Linked DNA regions of Triticum aestivum: region 1 is linked to region 2. A link is a contact called in public Hi-C data. All regions are on one chromosome and are shown on one strand. The core of a region is the stretch at or near the end of the contact, and the rest is flanking DNA. Distances in the headings are between cores, read along the strand shown. Region 1 has its middle 38 kb from the start of LOC123075699. Region 2 has its middle 11 kb from the start of LOC123080743.

Evidence for each region. A called contact is a pair of places that touch in the nucleus more often than the background predicts.
Region 1: a Hi-C map of leaf shows a contact between it and region 2, with 9 times the contacts expected there. The contact joins two enhancer-like sites. A contact is called at or near these places in 4 of 5 Hi-C or Micro-C datasets (leaf and an unstated tissue).

What each region holds. Positions count from the first base shown.
Region 1 is chr3D:589,858,801-589,862,359 of IWGSC CS RefSeq v2.1, forward strand. No RefSeq gene overlaps it. Among protein-coding and RNA genes, the nearest start is that of LOC123075699, 38 kb to the right of the region's middle. Within about 2 kb of position 1,376, at least 1 of the 8 cell types and tissues checked has an H3K27ac peak or open chromatin away from gene starts, as enhancers often do.
Region 2 is chr3D:589,653,421-589,657,133 of IWGSC CS RefSeq v2.1, forward strand. No RefSeq gene overlaps it. Among protein-coding and RNA genes, the nearest start is that of LOC123080743, 11 kb to the left of the region's middle. Within about 2 kb of position 2,216, at least 6 of the 8 cell types and tissues checked have an H3K27ac peak or open chromatin away from gene starts, as enhancers often do.

The DNA.
Region 1 (3,559 bases), core at 126-2,625, 200 kb after region 2:
CACCAACGGGCGGGCCAGGGGAGGATACGCGCACACGGCTCGCCCGTCCGCGTGCTGTCCGTTTCACCCCAAAAGCGGCGCAAACTTGAGCCCAGAATGGGTCGAAAGCGGACAGAAAACGGACAAAAGTCCGTTTGCGCCCGCGCGCTGGGCCGTGTCCGTTTTACCCAAACGAACAGGATAGGGTCACACGATGGAGTTGGCCTGATCTAATACGATCCTCCCTCACTCTGCACTCTCTGCTCTGCTGCTGGGTGCATTCTCTTCAACTTATCTTGGAATCTCATATGATCTCGGATTTGATTTGAGATTTGACGGACCCAAGCCATGGAAGATACGGGCGCACGCATCGAATCCCATCTACACAAACGAAGCAGCCTCGAACGGCAGACCGCATTGAAACCAACCAACCCGCGGCGAACAAGATCACACATGCAGACGTGACCTGACCTGACCGCCCATGCACGCACGCGAAACACAATGCCGACCCATGGACGCCATGCCGGCAGCTATCGCGATCCGATGAATGGATGGATCGATGCGCCGAAAAGAATCGCGATCATGACGGGTCGACGGACCCATCTTATCTCTGCTCTGAAACGGAAACGGAGGAGGAGTTGCTCTCTTCGCTTGACCAGCTGGACGGTGCCCGTCGTCGTCGGTTCTTTTCTTCTCCGGTAAGGTAGAAATGCATCAATTCAATGCATGGTAGGAGTGGTAGCTCTCGTCCTTCAATTCTGGAAGATCTGCGTGCCATGATAATACTTTGGCCGCGTGTGGATGCATATTTCAACGAGGATCTTGAAGATCGATGCAGGGCTGCTGGGCAGGACCACGTTTTTTTTTTCTTTCTAGCAAGTCATCCTTGCAAACCAGCCACGGGGGATGTGCTCGGTAGATCGCCACACAAGTTCACCACCACCTCCTCAGATTTGCCATAGTTTATCCCAAAAAAACTACTGGTACGACTACGATTCAGCTGCTGTATGGCAACGCGAACCAACCTATGGATGGATGGTTAAAAGGACAGTGATATCTTCACCCCGCCAGAGTTTAAGTCTTGGTACGTGCATTATTATTGGATTTATTTTAAAATTTCCGGCAATACACTTTCAGTGGGAGGAGACATTCCCGTCGACGACGAGGCGCCTACGGTGACTTAGTAAATCTCAAGATCTACTAGTCTGGTCAATACAGCGGTGGAATGGAACATTGTGCGCGGGAACTTACGGGACCGAGACGGGAGTCGCCGGCTGATACAAGAAAGATAGTCGGGTGGCCTCAGCTCGGATCTTCTCCATTCCTTGGCGGAGTAGAGTGAAGTGAGTGAACCATAGACCATACCACGGCACGCATGCACATGGGACAAGAAGATGGAGACTTGTGCTGACATCTCGAGTAGGATCTGATTGTTGGACTTGGGCGACCTGTGGGGCATTCATGGCCTAACGTCAAAATTAGTACTACGGGAGAAACCGTGGCGGATCCAATCGGGTTGCCGAAATTGTGATTTTTTTTACCCAGTAGTTTTTTTTTTGAGTGGTACCTATTAGTAAAAACTCTAAAACAAAGCAGCCCATTGGTCCATCTTCAGAGACTGAGGCTGGAAATAGCCGCAAGAGCTATGTCTCGCATTAAGCAGAACGGACGGTAGCACCTCTCACTGAAGGATCTTTTCATCTCCTATAGCAACTGGGCCGGCCCACTCAATAAAAGAAAAGATGAAGAAAAAGCGAGCAGAACCGGGGTCCTAACCTAGGTCACCTAGATGCAAGCTAGCGACAGTAGCCACAACCACTGTGTCTGGTTCGTGATTAAATGCAGGGCACGACCTCCTTTAACGTAAAGGAGCAGATTTTCCCCATCATTTTTCCCAGTTTTCTCTGGTTTTTATTTTATTTTATTCGTTTTCTTTTGTTCGTTTCCTTTTTCTTCTCCCTTTTTAATTCTTTTTTCATTTGATTCTTCGATTTTTATTTTCCATTTTTCATCTTAATTTGGTTTATTATGTGTTTTTTGTTTTATTTTTTTCGCTTTCTTTGTTTCTTTTGGTTTTGATTCTACATTTTCCCCATATGGCCATAACATTTTTCTAATACAGGTTTAACATTTTTAAAACATATTATATTTTAATATATAGTCAACAATGTTTCTATACACATTTTGAAACATTTTTCAAATGCTTGATTAACATTTTTTCTTATACAACATTAACATTTTTCGAATACATGGTCAACACTTTTATATACATTTTTTAAATACTTGATAAAAGGTTTTAGTTTTCTTAAAAAAATTTAATATATGGCCAACCTTTTTTCTATATAGATTTAACATTTTTCAAATGCTTGATTAATATTATTCAAATACTTGTTCAATTTTTTTCTTAAATGCTTGATTAACATTTTTTATATACATGATCAAATGTTTTCACCATTTTTTAAATACATGGTCAATATTTTTTCTATACACATTTAACATTTCCCAAATGCTTGAGTAACGTTTTTCAAATACTTGTTCAACATATTTTTTTCAAATTCTTGGTTAACATTTTTATATACATAATAAAAAATTCATCATTTTTTAATACGTGATCAACAATTTTCCTATACACATTCAACATTTTCTGAATGCTTGATGAACCTTGATTATCATTTTTTAAATACTAGTTCAACATTTTTCAAATACTTGTTTAAAATTTTAAAAACGCTTGATTAATATTTTTAAATTGTTCAACATTTTTAAAATGTTTTTATAGGGTGTTTTGTAATACACACACACACACACACACACACACACACACACACACACATATATATAAGAGAGAGAATTTTAAACAAAATTAAAAAATAAATCAAAAAAAGAAAACAGAAAACATTTAAGAAACAGAAAAGGAGCCTTTTTTAAGTCTGCATGCTTAAGTAGCCGCATATATAGCTAGAACTGTTCAATTGTTCAAATGCATCTGTAGTTCTAATCCAATTAAGTTCAAATATCAAACTCCAACATTGTTGTCATCTTTGACCGTCCACAGATACAAATCTTTATTCAGTTGATCGTGAGTTGCTCGACGCCGAGTTTTTTGATGCATTTGGACAAACTCTTCAAATGTGACCGGATTCTAGTCAGAAACTTCGATAGGATCACCCATGTTCTCAAATTCAAGACCTACGACAACATGATCATCCTCATCCTTCACAATAATATTGCCTTTGTAAAAATATTGCGCACTACTTACATTTCCAATGCATGCAATGAAGAGATCTGAGCAAACGTGGCCACCCTCTTCCTTCCTTGCAAACCAGCCACGGGGGATGTGCTCGATAGATCGCGCACAAGTTCACTACCACAGTCCTCAGCTTCGCCATAGTTTATCGGGAAAAAACTACTAGTACGACTACGATTCAACCGCTGTACCCGCGGCGACCTAGGTATGTACGCTGCTAGTCTGGTCAAATACTACAGCGGTGGAATGGAACATTGTGCACAGGAACTTTACGCGACCAGGACCGGATAGCCGGCTCCACGAACAGAATATCGTACGGCCGATACGAGAAAGATA
Region 2 (3,713 bases), core at 966-3,465:
TGGGCACCAGCTTGTAAGTGATGATAAGATTCACTCATAGCATAGGCGGAAGATCCATCCAATTTTCTTTCTAGAATTTTTTGTTTAAAGAAAAGATGCCTAAAAATCTTTTTTTAGAACTTCTAAAAAATCATTCACTCTTGGTATCCTTTACCACATTCGCTTTCTATATTCTCTTTCTTTAGTTCAGACCCTAATGTTCGTGCACTGCGGAGGCTTCCACCTTTTCTCGGGAGCTCCTATACGACGCTTCAGGCGCCCTTTCGCGGAAGTGGCGCTCGTGTAGAAACACACTTGGGCCGGCCCAATGCGCGCGCTCGCTTGCCTGACATGTTGGCCACTTCGTTCGCTCGTTAGCTATTGACTGGTCGCTTGGTTCGTTGCTGACTAGTCCCAGTTGATAGGTCAATCGTTGACCAGCGTTGACTTTGCAACAAAAAAAACGTGAATTAAACTATGTTTATGGATTTTTTTAAAATTCATGAATTCGAAAACAAATCATAGACTTTTTATCATTCATATTGGGAGAAATGCATATTTAGGAAATAGTTGAACAATTTTGAAAACAAAGTTCACTAAATTGAAAAAAAATCATTTTTTGGGAAAAAAGAAGTTGAAGGATTTGACGAAAAAAACATCAATTTTCAAAAAAAATCAACAAATTTTAAAAAAATAATATTTTAAGAAAAGTTCATCAATTTTGAAAAACTTCATCAATATGAAAAAATGTTGATCGATTTTGAAAAGAGTACAGGGGCTCATTTATAAAATGATCTATATCGGGCGCCTGAAGTGCCAAATAGGAAACCCCTTTTTTTGTCATATCACATCTGTTCTGCCTCTAGTGCTGCTTGTCCATTTACTGCGGAGGCTTCCAGCTTGCCCCCTCAACCATCCATAGTTTGCATTTTGCACCCGCGGACATCCACATATAGCCCCTCCACAATCTAAGGTGCAAGGCTACTGATGATGCAGGTCGCCGTTAATGTATTCATATAAAAGTGTTTAGGCGGCGATGGCCTTGCGGATTGCTTAATAGTTCCAACAAATGATGAGGATCTGTTGGCGTGAGCATGCCACTAGGGGTGGATGATGGTTGTCAAGTTCAGAGTTGTGTAAGATATGATAGAGTTTCCGATGTTGATCTAGCATCGGTTTCGTATGGTTTTTGCATTGTCATGTTATGTTCTAGTGTGTTCTGGTTCAATGCTTGTAGCCTTGATCATGAAAGGATTGTAATAATCTCAGGAACTGTGCGGATAATGCTCCTTGACCTGTTTTATCAGTTTCAGATATGAAATTGGAAAAACCGGGTAGTTTTTTTAAGGGTAGGAAGTAGGGACCACATAGTTTCTAGAAGCTTCCAACCATTTTTGTAACACTTCTATAAGCTCTCAACCAGTTTATTATTTTCTTGGCATGTTTGTGTCTGCTTTTATTTCTTCGGCCATTTTTTTATTTGTTTCCTTAACATTTTTTCCATTGTACATTTCATGATTGGCTTTTTCAAATTCATGAACATTTTACAAACCATGATTTTTTTTCAAATTTCTGGCCTTTTTAAAATTTCAACAATATTTATCAAATACACTATTTTTTCCAAATTGAAATTTTGTGAACAGATTTTGGCTGAGAAACTCTATTCAAATGCGCTAACTATTTTGGAAACCATCATCGATTTTCAAATTTGCAGAATATTCAATTTCATGACAATTTTCAAAATTCACAAACTATCTAAATTTTTTCGATAATTTTAAAATAAAACCAACTTTTTCTATTTCACGAACTTATTATAATTTTGTGAAATAGTTTTTAAATTCATGAAATTCATTCAAATTTGCAAACTATTTTGAAAACCACAAACAATTTTCGAATTCACAAACTTTTTCAATCTCGTGATTTTTTTTAAAATTAGTGAGCTCTTTTTAAAAACTGAGAATTTTGTGCACTCACAAAATTTATTTGAATTAGCCGACATTTTCCAAATTTTGCGAACATATGTTTTAAATTCATGAAATTTTATCCAATTCGCAAACTTTGTCAATATTTTGTGAAAATTTAAAATTTTGACGAACATCATTTACAATGTTTTGAATACACGAAAAAGTTAATGTATAAAAAATCTGACATTTTTCCTCGTTTTTAGGGAAATCTAGTATCCTACCTGCTGGGATGAGCGAGCTGTCTAGTCCGAGCGAGCAAACAAGACACGTGGGCCTTGGCCCACTAGGGTGTGCGTGAGCGCCAACTAGTCAGTGATGATAAGATTCAGTCATAGCATGTGTGGAAGATCCATCCTATTTTCTTTATAGACTTATGCGTTCAAAGAAAAAAAGCTAAAAATCATACAGGGAACTTACTCTTGGTATCCTTTACCACATTCACTTTTCATATTTCCTTCTTTAGTTCAGATGCTAATGTCCGTTTACTGCGGAGGTTTCCAGCTTTTTTCTGGGAGCTCCCATACGATGCTTCGGCCACCCTTTCGCGGAAGTGGCGCTCATGCAGCAACACACTTGGGTCGGCCCAATGCATGCGCTCGCTCGCCCGACACGTTGGCCACTTCCTTCGCTCATTCGTTGTTGATTGGTCGCTTGGTTCACTGCTGACTAGTCCCAGTTGATCGGTCAATCGTTGACCAATGAACAATTGACTTTTGACACACAAAAAAATCTGAAATCCGCAAAAAAAATCAAAAAAACTTGAATTAAAGAATGTTCACGATTTTGTAAAAGTTTATAAAGTTCATGAGTTTGAAAAAAAACATAGATTTTTTAAAAAAATGTCATTAATATTAAAAAATACAAATTTGAGAAAAAAGTTCAACAAGTTTGAAAACAACATATACAAAATTGAAAAGAAATCATGTTTCTTGGGGGGGGGTGTGTGTGTGTGCAAGGATTTGGAAAAAGTTCATTGTTTTAAAAAAATCAACAATTTTAAAAAAGTTAATATCTCAAGAAAAGTTCATCAATATGAAAAAATGTTGATCGATTTTGAAAAGAGTACAGGGGCTCATTTATAAAGTGATCTATAACGAGCGCCTGAAGCGCCAAATAGAAAACCCCTTTTTTTTCCTCATATCACGTCTGTTCTGCCTCTAGTGCTGCTTGATGTGGTTTTGCCGAGCACAGGAGGAGAGCACAGGAGGAGAGAGAGAGAGATAACCGTGAGCCGCATCTCTCAGAAAGTGAAGAAACCGCACTCCAGTCCACATGAGCCGATGGAGATGATATGAACCAGGACCAGGATGATGCCTCGCCGATCCTCATCTACTACTTTGCACAGAGCAGACACGCTGCTAAAAGAAAAACATACAGCGTCTCTCGGTGAGACAGGTGACACCTCATGATGAGGAGAGAGCAGGAACAAGACGGCATGGGGTAGGATTATTCATTATTCCCCCCTCTCCTTTCGCCGTTGTGGTGCCACGCCTTACGTCGCCGCCTCCTCTCCGGCCATGTGCGTCGATCTCGCGGTCTCCTGCTTCCCATACAGACACTGTACGGGCCATGCACGCCTCGGTGGCTCCATCGATCTCCTTTGGGGCGGGCGGACGCAGCAGCTTTTGTCTGCCCCCGGCACGCGCCTTTCCGGTCGTCGTCGGTAACACCGATCGACAGAGATCAACTTCCCGGGATCGGCAGAAATCCTTCCTGCCTGCTCGCTCCCGGCGTCCGTGGAAAGTTCCTTCGTGCCTAGACAAGCTCTGC